2 separate regions of the Sus scrofa genome follow, and region 1 is linked to region 2. A link is a contact called in public HiChIP or PLAC-seq data. All regions are on one chromosome and are shown on one strand. The core of a region is the stretch at or near the end of the contact, and the rest is flanking DNA. Distances in the headings are between cores, read along the strand shown. Region 1 has its middle 35 kb from the start of TMEM92. Region 2 holds the start of SGCA (sarcoglycan alpha).

Region 1 (2,700 bases), core at 30-2,529, 140 kb before region 2:
GCCAATCCTTAACCCACTGAGCTAGGCCAGGGATTGAACCTGCATCCTCATGGATGGTAGTTGGGTTTGTAGCCCACTAAGCCACAACAGTAACTCCTGTTTACTCCGTTTTTTTCATTTGACAAATATTCATTGAGCAAGTGCTCTTTTAAAACATCTTAAGTAAGGAGTTCCCTTGTGGCTCAATGGGTTAAGGATCTGGCATCGTCACTGCTGTGGAACAGGTTCAATCCCTGGCCCAGGAACCTCTGCATATCGCAAAGAAAAGAATCTTAGGACTTCCCATCGTGGCTCAATTGCTAACAAACCCATCTAGGATCCATGAGGACATGGGTTTGATCCCTGGCCTCGCTCAGTGGGTTAAGGATCCGGCATTGCCGTGAGCTGTGGGGTAGGTTGCAGATGCGGCTCGGATCCCGTTGCTGTGGCCATGGTGTAGACTGGCAGCTACGGCTCCGACTTGACCCCTAGCCTGGGAACGTCCATATGCCTCAGGTGGGCCCTAAAAAGACAAAAAACTAAAATTAAAATTAAAAAAAGAGAAGAGAATCTTATGTAAAAAGAAGACTATATGAGAGTATTTAGAATACAATCTGATTTTTGTAAAAGTGTCTGTGTACGCACATGGTAGATGTTTAGAAGGGTATTTATACATCACAATATTTATGGCTTTCCACTTTAAATGTTCCTATATTGTCTGAATTTCTTTATAAGCAGGGAAAAACAATGTGATTTTCATTGGGGGAAATAAGCATTGTAATGTGCCTAGGAGAATTGGAAGGCAGTGTGTTCAAAGTCACTGCTCCATGTGCTCTCACACATGTGCCTGTGGGACCTATTAAAATGCTGATTTGATAGATTTCTGCTGGGACTGAGATTCTGCCTTTTTCTAACAAGTTCCCAGATGATGCATTGGCAGCCGGTCCGAGGACTGTACTCTGAGGAGCCAGGCTTTAAAACAGCCCTGGATTTGGATTTAGGGCTGTGAGTTGGAATCCTGATTCTACCCTGTGGTGTAGTTCAGCCTTGGGGAAGGCGGTGGACTAGATCTGTCATTGTTAGGACTTCCTCCTTGGAGAGTGAACCATCTGTGGGTGCTGAAAAGGGCCTATAAACCAAGCTTTTCAAGCCACACCACTTGCCTTTTCATGTGAGATGCACTGCTGGCCTCTGTGGGGTACGTCCAGAGCCTCCATACTGGCAAGAAGGGTCCTTGCTATTGTCCTCTCCATGGGTCTCCCTCCCTCTGTGTCCCTCCAGTCCCTCTTCCTTCCAGGCGATGGCAGCAGAGGACAAGGAGTCCCAGAGGGCAAGCTGCCCAGCAACCAAGGGAGTCAAGTGGGCATTAGGCCATGTCCTTTTGAATGGTTACAAGGTGAACGGTGCCAGCTGTTTCATGAGTTTTATTTGTTTAGGATTTAGGCTCCAACATTTTTTCCCCAGCATTATTCTAAGTGGAAGAATTCAGTATTAAAAAATAGACAAAGCCATGCAGAGATCTTACCCGGCACCTGAGCTGCCTGTGGATTTGAGATCTGGCGGGAGGCAGGGGGCATGGCCATATGCTGAGGGCTGGGGGCTTGTTTTTGAATTCTAGCCTCATAGTCGTGGAGGTTATCACCCCATTTTACATATGTGGAAGCAGATGCAGTGAGGCCAGCATGGGGACTTGTTCTAAGTGGCAGAACTGGGACCCTTCCTGCACATCCCTCTGCCTCCTTTGGGTGACACAATTTTCATTTTCTGGCCCATTTTCATTTTTTACCCCCCTTTGCAGAGAGAAGGGTTTGCTTGTTTCCTTGAGATTAAACCCTTCAGAATGTAGTAAAGTGACCCGGGACCACAGTGTTGCCCAGGACAGTTGTTTAGGCCCAGACTCTAAGTCACAAATGGGTATGTGCTAAACCACATCAAAGGCTGGAGTTATCAGGAAAACTGAATCCACTGGTTCAGTCCTGTTATTTTCTTTTTTGTCTTTTTAGGGCTGCACCTGAGGCATATGGAGGTTCCCAGGCTAGGGGTCTAATCAGAGCTGTAGCCGCCAGCCTACGCCACAGCCACAGCAATGCCAGATCTGAGCCACGTCTGCAACCTACACTACAACTCATGGCAACGCCGGATCCCCGACCCACTGAGCAAGGCCAGGGATCGAACCTTTGTCTTCATGGATACTAGTCATATTCATTTCCACTGAGCCACAACGGGAACTCCCAGTCCTATTATTTTCTGAAGATCTCCTCCACTGCAGCCACGCCGGCCTCCTCAATGTCCGCCAACACTCCCGATGCGATCCTACTGCTGGCTTTCGGCACCTGCTGTTCCCTCTTCCTGGAACAAGTTTCCTTGATATCAACAAAGGTCGCTTATTTGCCTCCTTCAAGTCTTTGCTCAAATGACTCTTCAAAGGGCTCCCCTGGCCTCCCTGCTTTTGGTTGTATCCATTCTGCCCCACAGCCCTATTCCCCTTGCCCTGTTTTTTTTTTTCCATAGCAGTCCTCACCCTCTAGAACACTCTACAACTGATGAGGCATTATGCTATTTATTTATTTATATGCTTACTACTACTATGTTGTTATAGGTTGAATAGTAATTTTCAATGGGATGTTGAATGAGTTACCCTGACAGCTACATGTCAAGCACCTGTTGGCCTATGAGGGAAATATTACCCAGGGGACAAATGGCTAACACATGAAATCCATA
Region 2 (2,700 bases), core at 14-2,513:
GTGCGCCCCCAGGCCCCTCTTACCAACGTGCTCAGGAAGCTGCAGGAAAGCATCATGGTCCAGGGTGTATACAAACACGCGGCCCACGAGTGGGTGCAGGGTGGTCTGCTGGATCTCGGTGCCCCCCAGCCCTGCCAGGAGACCTGTGGGGACCCACACCCCCAAACACACAGACCAGCCTCAGTCCTGGCCAAGGAATAAGCTTCCCCTTTTCACCCAGTCCCTGGTGGCCCTAAGGGACCAGAGAGACGTGTGCGAGGAGGGGGACAGCTTTGCTGGCTCCCAGGAAGGATGGGGTGGGGCCCTGGCCGAGCCACACACTTTAACCAGCGAAGAAACCCAGGCTTTAGTTTGGTTTGGATTCATGGAAGCCCCCTCACTCTTCATGTTAGGCTCCCATTGGGAGTCACAGTGGCTGGCTGGGAGGGGTGTGTGTGTGCGTGTGCATGTGTGTGTGTGTGTCTACACATGCGTGCATGTTAAGAGCACTTGGAGGAGTTCCTGGCTCAGTGGAAACGAATTTGACTAGTATCCATGAAGATGCCGCTTTGATCCCCGGCCTCGCTCAGTGGGTTAAGGATCCGGCGTTGCCATGAGCTGTGGTGTAAGCGGCAGCTGTAGCTCCGATTCGACCCCTAGCCTGGGAACCTCCATATGCTGTGGGTGCAGCCCTAAAAAAAATAATTTAAAAAAAAAAATTAGGAAAAAAAAGCACTTGGAAAAGAATGCCAAGCTGACTGTCTGGGCGCCTGGAGGGGTGGGAGGAAGAGAGGGAAGAACCCCTTGGAGGAGGCAGGTGGCCATTCTGGGGTTCCCACCCCCCTCCTTTAATAGCCGGGGGGAACAGGGCCTCCACTGGAGGCCACTAAGAGCTGAGCGAAGAGGATCCCGAGCCCCAGGGAGAGGACCTGCCCCAGCGGCCCCCGCACCCTCCCAGAGCCAGATTTAGCCTGGACTCAGAAAGAAGCCAGCCCAGCCAGCGCATTAAAGGGCCCACGACACTCTGGACCTGTGTGGTTAGGCCCGGCCTGGCCCAGGACACCCCACCCCTCCCAGGTCCCAGCTCCCCGTTCCCTGGAGCCCCCACCAGCTGTGGCATTCACACCCCAGAGTCCTTCTGCTCCTGCCTTGCCCTGACCCCCAAGCCCTCCCCTGAGGAACCTCTCACCCCCTCAACCTGGGCCTCTCCCCTGAAGAAGCCCCCAACTTGCCCACGAGGAGAGAAATCCAGATCAGCGTTGCTGCCATGGCCGCCCCAGGCTGGCCCTGCCCTGTGAGTGACAGAGACAGGAGCAGGGAGGAGGGCGGAGGGAGGAACGGGAAAGTGGCCCAGAGCAGCTGGGCCCGGCTTCAGCCCGTGGGGCCCTCCCCACCCCTTCCCAGAGTAGGCACTAAATCTAAGGCAGACACCTCCTCACATGACAAGGAGCTCCCGTCGTGGCTCAGTGGTTAACGAATCCGACTAGGAACCATGAGGTTGCGGATTCGATCCCTGGCCTCGCTCAGTGGGTTGAGGACCCGCCGTTGCCGTGAGCTGTGGTGTGGGTCACAGACGCGGCTTGGATTTGGAGTTGCTGTGGCTGTGGTGTAGGCCGGCAGCTACAGCTCCAATTCGACCTCTAGCCTGGAACCTCCATATGCCGAGGGAGCGGCCCTAGAAGAGGCAAAAAGACAAAACAAAAAACAAACAAACAAAAAAAGACAAGGTCCCTCCAATCCTCCCCTCCTCGGGGCCAGAGTATATTTTCTAAACCTCCAACCTGATGGCCTTGATCCCCCCCTTAGAACCCTAAGGGCTCCCACTGCTCTGAGTTTCCCAGCTGCTGGTGGCTTTCAGGCCCTGTCTGTTCTTGGCCATCCTATCTAGAATCCCCTTCCCTTCTTTCTTTCTTTCTTTTTTTTTTTTTTTTTTTTGTCTTTTTGCCTTTTCTAGGGCCGCTTCCCGCAGCATATGGAGGTTCCCAGGCTAGGGGTCGAATTGGAGCTGTAGCCACTGGCCTACACCACAGCTCACAGCAACACCGGATCCTTCACCCACTGAGCAAGGCCAGGGGTCAAACCCGCAACCTCATGGTTCCTAGTCGGATTCATTAACCACTGAGCCATGACGGGAACTCCCCCTTCCCTTCTTTCTAACCCCGCCCCCAACACACACACACACACACACACACACACACACACACACACACACACTACCCCAGGCTTCTGCCCAGCTCACTCTGGCACCCCACAACCTGATAAGCTCCCCTGAGTCCACATGCCTTTGCATATGCTATTCCCTCTGCCCCAAATTCCCTTCCTGCCCTCATCCAACCAGCAAACTTCTGCTCACCTCTCAAGACTCAGCAGGGGCATCCTCTCTTTTTCTGTGCTCCCTCCTTCCCTAGGCCAAGCTGGGGCTCCCTCAGCCCCATGCACAGCCCAACCACACAGAGTTGCAGACAGATTGGGATCTTATAATCTTTGCATCCCTGGGGCTGGCCCAGGGCCCAGCAACTGGTAGGTGTAGAGGGTGAAGTGACAGCTTCATGAATAGTACATGAGGGTGCCTGTTCACCCAGCCCTGTCCTCAGATAAGGTCCCCCCCCACTCCCCAGCATACGCCCCAGGTCTAGGAAGAGAGAAAGCCCTGGAGGGGACAAGCCAGATAGAGAGACGGGGTATAAAGAAGGTGGCATGGGCTTGGAGGTCTTTCGGGCC

What was found. HiChIP or PLAC-seq counts read pairs in DNA pulled down with a chosen protein or histone mark.
Region 1: a contact with region 2 is called in an H3K27ac HiChIP or PLAC-seq map of alveolar macrophages. The contact joins the enhancer-like site here to the promoter of SGCA in region 2. A contact is called at or near these places in 14 of 47 Hi-C or Micro-C datasets (alveolar macrophages, embryonic fibroblasts, epiblast stem cells and 8 more) and 2 of 2 datasets of contacts at active chromatin or transcription factors (alveolar macrophages and skeletal muscle).

The regions. Positions count from the first base shown.
Region 1 is chr12:26,499,995-26,502,694 of Sscrofa11.1, reverse strand. No RefSeq gene overlaps it. Among named protein-coding and RNA genes, the nearest start is that of TMEM92, 35 kb to the right of the region's middle. Within about 2 kb of position 1,279, at least 6 of the 83 cell types and tissues checked have an H3K27ac peak or open chromatin away from gene starts, as enhancers often do. A contact at or near this core is called in alveolar macrophages, where this site is marked.
Region 2 is chr12:26,355,357-26,358,056 of Sscrofa11.1, reverse strand. SGCA (sarcoglycan alpha) reads right to left here and starts at 1,263. Exons shown (of 10, transcript NM_001144122.1): 1 at 1,212-1,263; 2 at 24-143. The coding sequence starts at 1,248.